3 separate regions of the Danio rerio genome follow, and all the other regions are linked to region 1. The links are chromatin contacts, called in public HiCAR-type and HiChIP or PLAC-seq maps. All regions are on one chromosome and are shown on one strand. Each heading gives the region's core, a stretch centred on a gene start, on an enhancer-like site or on the middle of the called end of the contact. The rest is flanking DNA. Distances are from core to core; before and after follow the strand shown. Region 1 holds the start of mycb (MYC proto-oncogene, bHLH transcription factor b). Region 2 holds the start of fam49ba (family with sequence similarity 49 member Ba). Region 3 overlaps fam49ba (family with sequence similarity 49 member Ba).

The links. HiCAR-type assays count read pairs that join an accessible place to other places. HiChIP or PLAC-seq counts read pairs in DNA pulled down with a chosen protein or histone mark.
Region 2: a contact with region 1 is called in an H3K4me3 HiChIP or PLAC-seq map of gastrula embryo, with 11 times the contacts expected there. The contact joins the promoter of fam49ba here to the promoter of mycb in region 1. A contact is called at or near these places in 3 of 18 Hi-C or Micro-C datasets (caudal fin and embryo) and 3 of 4 datasets of contacts at active chromatin or transcription factors (caudal fin, embryo and gastrula embryo).
Region 3: a HiCAR-type map of caudal fin shows a contact between it and region 1, with 6 times the contacts expected there. The contact joins the enhancer-like site here to the promoter of mycb in region 1. A contact is called at or near these places in 4 of 18 Hi-C or Micro-C datasets (caudal fin, embryo, hematopoietic stem cells and 1 more) and 4 of 4 datasets of contacts at active chromatin or transcription factors (caudal fin, embryo, gastrula embryo and 1 more).

Annotation. Positions count from the first base shown.
Region 1 is chr2:34,985,447-34,988,100 of GRCz12tu, reverse strand. It overlaps mycb (MYC proto-oncogene, bHLH transcription factor b), which reads right to left and starts at 1,340. Exons shown (of 3, transcript NM_200172.1): 1 at 1,178-1,340; 2 at 347-1,001; 3 at 1-124. The coding sequence starts at 992. LOC141378369 (a long non-coding RNA gene) reads left to right here and starts at 1,663. Exons shown (of 3, transcript XR_012392753.1): 1 at 1,663-1,766.
Region 2 is chr2:35,231,442-35,234,095 of GRCz12tu, reverse strand. fam49ba (family with sequence similarity 49 member Ba) reads left to right here and starts at 1,365. Exons shown (of 11, transcript NM_200070.3): 1 at 1,365-1,741.
Region 3 is chr2:35,201,197-35,203,850 of GRCz12tu, reverse strand. It overlaps fam49ba (family with sequence similarity 49 member Ba), which reads left to right. Exons shown (of 11, transcript NM_200070.3): 5 at 1,221-1,357. Among named protein-coding and RNA genes, the nearest start is that of fam49ba, 30 kb to the left of the region's middle. Within about 2 kb of position 1,315, at least 7 of the 62 cell types and tissues checked have an H3K27ac peak or open chromatin away from gene starts, as enhancers often do.

The sequences.
Region 1 (2,654 bases), core at 91-2,590:
CGCTTGAGGACGACCGGGCTTTGATGCGTTGCGTTCGCGTCAGACTTTTTCACCGACTTTCTCTTTTCCACCGTGACCACGTCAATTTCTTCCTCCTCTTCTTCATCTTCATCATCTTCGTCATCTGTTTGGGTTTAAAAGCAAAAAATGCGTCAATTTGACAACCTAGCGTAGAATAAAGTGCAGTGGGCGGGAGCGTCCCCTCACGCTGCAGTCCAGGATTAACGCTTTAACCGCCACCAACTTCATGAGTAAAATGCCAATTATGTCTCATACATTAAAAACCATACAACCATAAGCTGAACTACCAAGTTGGTAGTTCTGATAGGAGTTAAATAACACTCACCGGATTCGCTGTCACTACTGCTGCTGCTACTCCCACTGTTTGGCGGAGTATCCAGTGGAAGTGTTGTGGAAGCCGGCGTGGGCGCGGGTTTGCACGGCTTTGTGCTGTCCGTCAGTGGAAAGGGAAACACCACGGACGGGTCAATGCACTGGGAGGCAGGGGTGCTCATGTCCTGGAGGAAGCCGACAGACCGACAGATGTCCGCGGACTCGGTCCTGGATGACTCCTTCCTCGCCGCCTGGAGCGACGCTAATCTCTCCGACACCACCTTCTCCAGCTTAGCCGCTGCGGAGAAACCGCTCCACATACAGTCCTGAATGATAATCGATTTCAGAAACGACTGGGAGTAGTCCGCGTCACAAATAATGCTGTGGTTGACCACATCGTCCCCCAAAAACTCCGACACCATCTCGAGCTTGTCGGCTGTGGACGGGAAGGGGTCTGACAGGGAGGGTCGCCGGCTCGGGGAGAGCGGAGGGGTGGGCAGCAGTTCAAATTTCTTCCATATATCCTCACTGGGCGCCGGTGGCTGTCCGTGCTGATGGTTATAGAAATCCTCGTCCTCGTTGTCAAAATAGAAATAGGGCTGGTAGGAGTCGTAGTCGTAATCATAATTTTTACACTCCATACTTGAATTCAGCGGCATGGTGAGTGCCTGTGAAGAAGAAGGCATGGTTAAAGTCTCGCTCTTTAAATGTTAACACAAATGTTAATCATCCTAAACACAACTTCAATCAGTCGTCTCCTGGATTTACTAATGATGCGTCAGACAAGTCGCGTAAACTTATCTGAACCGCCAGATACAAGTAGGTAAATAAACAGAGCACTCACCGTAGCCGTGGTAAAAGCTGAATGAACACTGACAATATGGTCAGATGTCAGCGTGAGCGTGAACTATCAAGTGAAAGTAAGTCCAAAAGTGGGAGTGGGTCGCGCCGCTGAACCTGCGCACTTCTGCAGCACCCGTGCGGCTGCTTGTCATTTACTGCAAGATTTCGAACAGCTGCTCCCGCGGGTTTTAATACAACGGATTGTTATTCCTCCCCCTACTATTGATATCCATGCGCCGTTCCCGCCAAACGCTCACGGCGTAGAATGATGAACACAACGCCAGCTTTACTTATTAGCTATTTTATAAACCCATAACTTAATGACATAAGAGTATATATAAAGACATGAATGTAGCAATAAAGAAAAACGCTTTAAAAGACGAGCATGTTTAATAAAGACGAGTTATACATGGAACTACTTGTCATAGTGTTCTTCCGCGGGGCGGAGCTTTAGATGAAAACACCGCACACTGAGCTGTGCTTGACGATGATTCCGAGAATCCACGGAGTTGAGTCGGTACAACAACGCACACAGCACCTCTTATTTACACGGATACAAGCCCAACAGACAGCTCTGTCAAAAGGATGATGTAATGTATAATAATCACAATATAAATGTGACGAACAAAAGAAATGTAATGAATGGCTTCTGAAGATTAAAAAAAACAATTTCAGAGAATTAGAAACTCTTCTATTGTACTATTTTTAACAATTACTGCCAGCTTATTCTAATTTACTCCTTATTCCACATCTGTTTATGATGTATGTTATATTGTAAAACAAATCAATATTAGAGTGTGTTTGATAGCTGATCATCAGAATGAGACTGATGTGGAGTTTGATCTTGACCTGATGAAGGAGCAAGCCTGTCATGGTTTCTGCTTCCAGACGCGGTTCGTGCTTCCCTCTGCTGGCTGTATCTAAAAACTGAGTTAGATTAAATATCTTGAATTTATCTGCAGTCATTAAATTGTCTTTTATATAAATTAAAATGTTTACAGTTAAAGAGAATTTACACTAGTATTATTTAGCCCACTTATGTCTGGGGGATTTTTAAAAAATATATTTAGGAAAAAATGTTTAAAGACAGTGCACGGTTTATTAATTTTCTTTTTAAAATTAGTCCCTTTATCAGGGGTTGCCACAGCGGAATGAACCACCAACTTTTAAACACTGTTAAATAGATTATTGCAATCCTAATAATCCTAAAGTCTTTCTAGCATTTTTCAGAATGTAATGTAATGACCTGGTTTTATATATATATATATATATATATATATATATATATATATATATATATATATATATATATATATATATATATATATATATATACGATTCAAACGTCTGTGATTGGTATATTGCATTTACATTTTTTATAACAATAATAGAAAAAAAATCTAAATCGAAAATTCTATTTAATTTAAATGTATTTTTTCCCTGTGACCAAAAAGCCGAATTTACAGCAGTCTTTACAT
Region 2 (2,654 bases), core at 116-2,615, 250 kb before region 1:
GACCCCGGATTAATAAAGGGACTAAGGGACTAATGGTCTGCATAATCACACTTTTTGAGGTACCAAAAACATTTGTTAAATACATAGAAGAAATATGAATCAAGTACTTATTTTTCAAATACACATTTATCACATAATATATCACTAGAAAAAAAAAGGAGTAACAGTTTTAAATGAAAAAGAAAAAAAACATTTTATTAAAACACAAGTTTATTAAAAGTATTAAAATAAATTTTATAGGCCACTTTTGGTGCTTTAAACCCTTTATTTTAGTGCTTTAAAAGTTAGGCTACTTGTAGTGAAAGATGACTTCACTTTCGTCATATTGTATGTTTTCTTGCACAGCTGGATGTTTTTTTTTGCGTTCATTGGAAGCCTTCAAAACATTCAAAATAAGACAAATGAGCTCATGTAGATAATATTTTAAATAATTTAAAATTGTTACTTTATTATTTTTTGTGTTTTTAATAACTTTTCATGATGAAGAAATAAAGCTTCACTTCGATCTGACAAACTGTTTTTTATAAAGTGAAATTGACAATCTGACAAACAATACAACTACTGTATTACTAAATTAACATGCAAAATATTACTTATAAATCATCATTTAATATGCTATTAATATTGAAGTTTAATATTAGATCTTTCTAATGACAGAAAACCCACTTTGGTTTGGGAATTACACCAAACCCACAACTTCACCTGTTGTAATATGTTTGAAATGTTTCTATATTTTATTTCTAAGTATAAATTAACTTTAGCTTGTTTCAGATGAAGCATTTGGCAATTTCATCGATTTCATAATAGTTAAACTAGAATAAAATCAGTTAATAAATACAACTATACACATATTTAAAATATAAGCTACAATGCAAACATGCCAAATTCAAACTAATAAAACCTGATTTATATATGATCAATTTAACATGGAAAACACCAAACATTGATAATACAACTATATTTTAAATGATGTATACTTATTAAAATATATATTTTTTCTATTAATAACTTCTTATGTTGAAGATGTAGAGCTTCACTTGGATCTGACAACCTGTTTGCCTTTTATAAAAGTGACATTGACAATTGTTTCCTCAAAAAGTTAAAAACAATGATATTTCTATAATTTATTTATTTACAATATCATCAATAATTAACAATGAATGTTGTAAATCTGACAAACAAGACTTATGTATTACTAAATCAACATGCATGCAATGTATTACTAACGAATGTAAGCAAGTTTAATATTAGGTTTCTTAAATATTTGAACTCTTTCTAATGACAAAATACCTACGCTTTGAGAATTACAACAGACCCACAACTTCACTTGCTGTAATGAGTAAGCAATTCAAAATATAAACCCCAAACAATCCATCACCATCATCTTTGCTTCGTCGACAACGCGCGCGTTTTGTCGCTCTCCTCGCTCTCAGTCTGTTACCAGCAGCTTATCTGAGCTCAAAACAACATGACTGAAAGCAAAATTATCCACAACAGACACAAAGACCGCTACTAGACGCATAGTAAAACTAGTCTGCTTCCTCTCTCGAAATCAATTCCTTTTATAGATGTAGGCAGAGCCTCTTTAGCGCTCAACCTGCGCGTCAAACGCAACGCTTCTGATGGGCCAATCCGGAAAATGTAGACACACACACGCCACATCTTCACAATGATCCGCTGAGCAGGGTGTTCTTCAGCGGTTCCCCATATTTACATTTCTCTCAGTTCACTGGAAATTAAGGTAAGAATCGTGGATTAACGTGCAATTTGCTTTCCATTATGAGCCTGACACCTGGCGCGAGGCAATGCTTGTTTCTTTCAGGTCACAGGTGACACGACTCCTAAACTTTAGCGACATTAAATGAAAGTAAAGCTGAAAGTAAAGCTCACTCATACTTTAAATATTTAAGATGTGCAATTTTAAGCTTTTACGTTACTTCAGAAAGTCCGTTTGAGGAAAAGACTTTCGCTCAGTTTTCACTTGACTTCAGGTGCGTTCTCTTTGTATTGGACAGAGGTCACAGATACATGTTTTTTTTTTTTTTTTTTTGGCGTTATATGTATCATATTTCCGTGTTGTGTAACTTACACTTGTTTTATGCGTATTTACTTGCTGCTGAGCAAAAACTAAGTGAAGTTTTTGTGTTAAAAACCGACACTGCTTTTAAGAAGAGAAGCATGGGTGCGAGTTTTCAGACTTCCTCTGTGTTCAAATAGATCATGCCACTTCCTGATTTTGTTTATTCAAAACACCATTTCATTTCACAGCAAGTTCCTACATTTCTCTTTCAGCCATGTTCCCGTCTAGATTATTCGATGTCTGAATCCGAAGATGTGTTTTTGACACGATTTGTGCCTGTTTTAGATATGCTAAGAAATCTAACATTAGGCTGTTTTGATATGCAGATTGTTAAAATGACTAATTTATTGGTTCATTCAGAAAAAAAAACCGGTAAACAGATTTCCCACACTTTTAGGCCAATGAACTTCCATACCTTCTGATGACCTTTCGATATATTTGTGATGATTAAACATGATTTTTTTTAAAGATAATTTAGATTCAGGTATAATTTCTTATTAATTCTATAACTAACTGGTTTAACTCTTAATTTGGATCAAATGTAAACGAACCACACAAAGATTAGATTAGAAGA
Region 3 (2,654 bases), core at 66-2,565, 220 kb before region 1:
TACTGTATCACAGTAGTATTATTCCTAAAATGAATATGTTTTATGGAAGGTACACTATAGCTTTAAAGGTTTAGGTTTAGGTCTATATATATATTTTTTTAACTATTATATTATATTATATTATATTATATTATATTGCAGTTTAAAATTTTCTTTTTAGGGAAAAGGAATAGTAAACATTGACATGAGGAAATATTATTTTTCAATTTTATTTAAAATGTTTTGCATTTCCCCATTATATTTTTCTGTGTGCTTGCAAAATAAAAATGGCTGCAAAATATGCTGGTGCTAGGGAGGTAATATTGACAATTCAATTATTTTTTTATTTAACAATGATTATTAAACAATATTTTGCTGTGTGTATTTTTTACTAGTACATTTTTAAGGCTTGTCATGGATAAATAATTTGAGATCTAAAAAGCCAGTGACTAGTGGCAGTATTTATTGAACGGATGGTTGAATCAAACGATATCCAAGTGAAAAAAAGTCAGTTAGCTTTATTTTCAATTCAACCACATGTACATATTGAGAATCGAAATTGCGTAACTCTCAGTCCAACACATAATATTAATACAAAAGTAGACATTTTAAAAAGAAATTACAAAATCTACAATTATGCATATTATATCATTAAAATATATATATGTAAAAACTAAAAATTGTAAACAACACAATTACACTTAAGGATTTGTTCAAAATCTGAATCATTCAGCTGCTGTGTTGCTTAGAGATGTGACAACATTCTGCACTGCCTTTGGCTTTTTTTGCTGGCAAAACTGATAAAGCAATCTGTCTAAAATGTTGCTCACTATACAAAAAAAAAAACATACAGGTATGTTTTGCTCTCAGAACTTTATTTTATTTCTCTGAAGAAAAACAATTGTAATTTTTTTGTGCAGTCTGTCATTGCGTGTTAGTCTGTTCAGAATTGAGGGTCTGATGTTGAGAAATAGGTCATGACCTAATTAAACATGACATGGCCCTTAATCACAGATCAACAGCAGCCAATGGCAGCGCTGTCTCTGGAGGAGAGGCTCTGGTGAAACATGAAAGGGTCAGACTGACCTAACATTTCTCTGTCAAACACACTGCTGTGTTCCTCTGCCAGACCCTCTGTTTCTGTGCCTGTTTTACATCAAAACATGGAGAGCATAACCCAGTATTATGTGTACAGTCTCCTTCATGAGCATTAGCGCTGGTGTTTCTTCTGTCTCTTGCAGAAGACACTCTGCAGAACCTGCTGGAGTACCTCACCAGCTCACGCTGCAGCCCAACTCAGCATCTGGAGCAGGAGCAGGCTCTGGCACGCCAGTTTGCTGAGATTTTACATTTCACGCTGCGCTTCGATGAGCTCAAGGTAACCAAGCAACCTCAGGTCACACCCATGCTGCACATTTTCCTAGTCTGTTCCTCTGTGGAATCATCTCTTCCTAACACTGGATACAGCACATGATTTTAGATGCGTTTCACTCGCCAGCAGATTTCTGAAACTAACGCTGTTAGCTCATGTGAGTGAAGATTGGATGTGTGAATTATTAACGATCCAATATGAGGCTCTATTTCCACCTGGTACAGCTAGCATGCATTTTCAGCTGACATTATAGTTTATATCTGATATTAACATCCAATGCATTCCTTGTCATTCGAGGTTTTCTTCATGGTGTTTTTGAGGCTGTTTGAATGCATTCAGCCACATGTAAACAGTTTGATCAAATGCTATTTTAACTAACTCTCAAAGTGGTCAACTTAAGGAAGCATCATCTGCTTCTGTTAGAAACACATCTTAAAAGGATCCGCTGTGTAAAACATATGCTGGATAAGTTGGCGGTTCATTCCGCTGTGGCGGCCCCAGATTAATAAAGGGACTCAGCCGAAAAGAAAATTAGTGAATAAATGAACAGCTTAAAGGGATAGTTCACCTAAAAATAAAACTTCTGTCATTAACGCACTCTTCGCTTGTTTCAAATGTTATAGGTTTCTGTTAAATACAAAAGAAGGTCTATTGAATAATACCTGTAACCATTGACTTTCATTGTGTTTTTCTGTGGAAGTCAATAGTTACAGCTTTTCAGCTTTCTTCAAAATATCTTCTTTTGTGTTCAACAGAAGATAGAAACTCACAAAGGTTGAGAACCATTTGAGGGTAAAAAAATATTGACTACATTTTTATTTTTGGGTGAACAATCCCTTTTATACCAATTTTCTTGCTGCAATTATTTGTTGAATCTTAAATCAAGATGTATGGATATTACACTATTCACTTAAGCTACAGAAAATGTACTTTAACATCTATAATAACCAAAAAAAAAAGTGGCTCAGTGATTAGAACTCACATCAAGAAGGTCGCTGTTTTGAGTCCTAGCTGGGTCAGTTGGCATTTCATTGAGAAGTGTGCATGTTCTCCCTTTGATGGCGTGCGTTTCCTCTGGAAAGACCATCTAAACATACAGTATGCGGTATAGGTGAATAGTGTACAGTATGTGTGTAAATGTGTATGGATGTTTCCCAGCACTGGGTTACAGCTGGAAGGGCATGCACTGCGTAAAATGTATGCTGGATAAGTTGGCGGTTCATTCTGCTGTGGTGACCCCTGATAAATGAAGGGACTTAGCCGAAGGAAAATGAATGTTCAGAGTAAACAAGTGTATCAAACA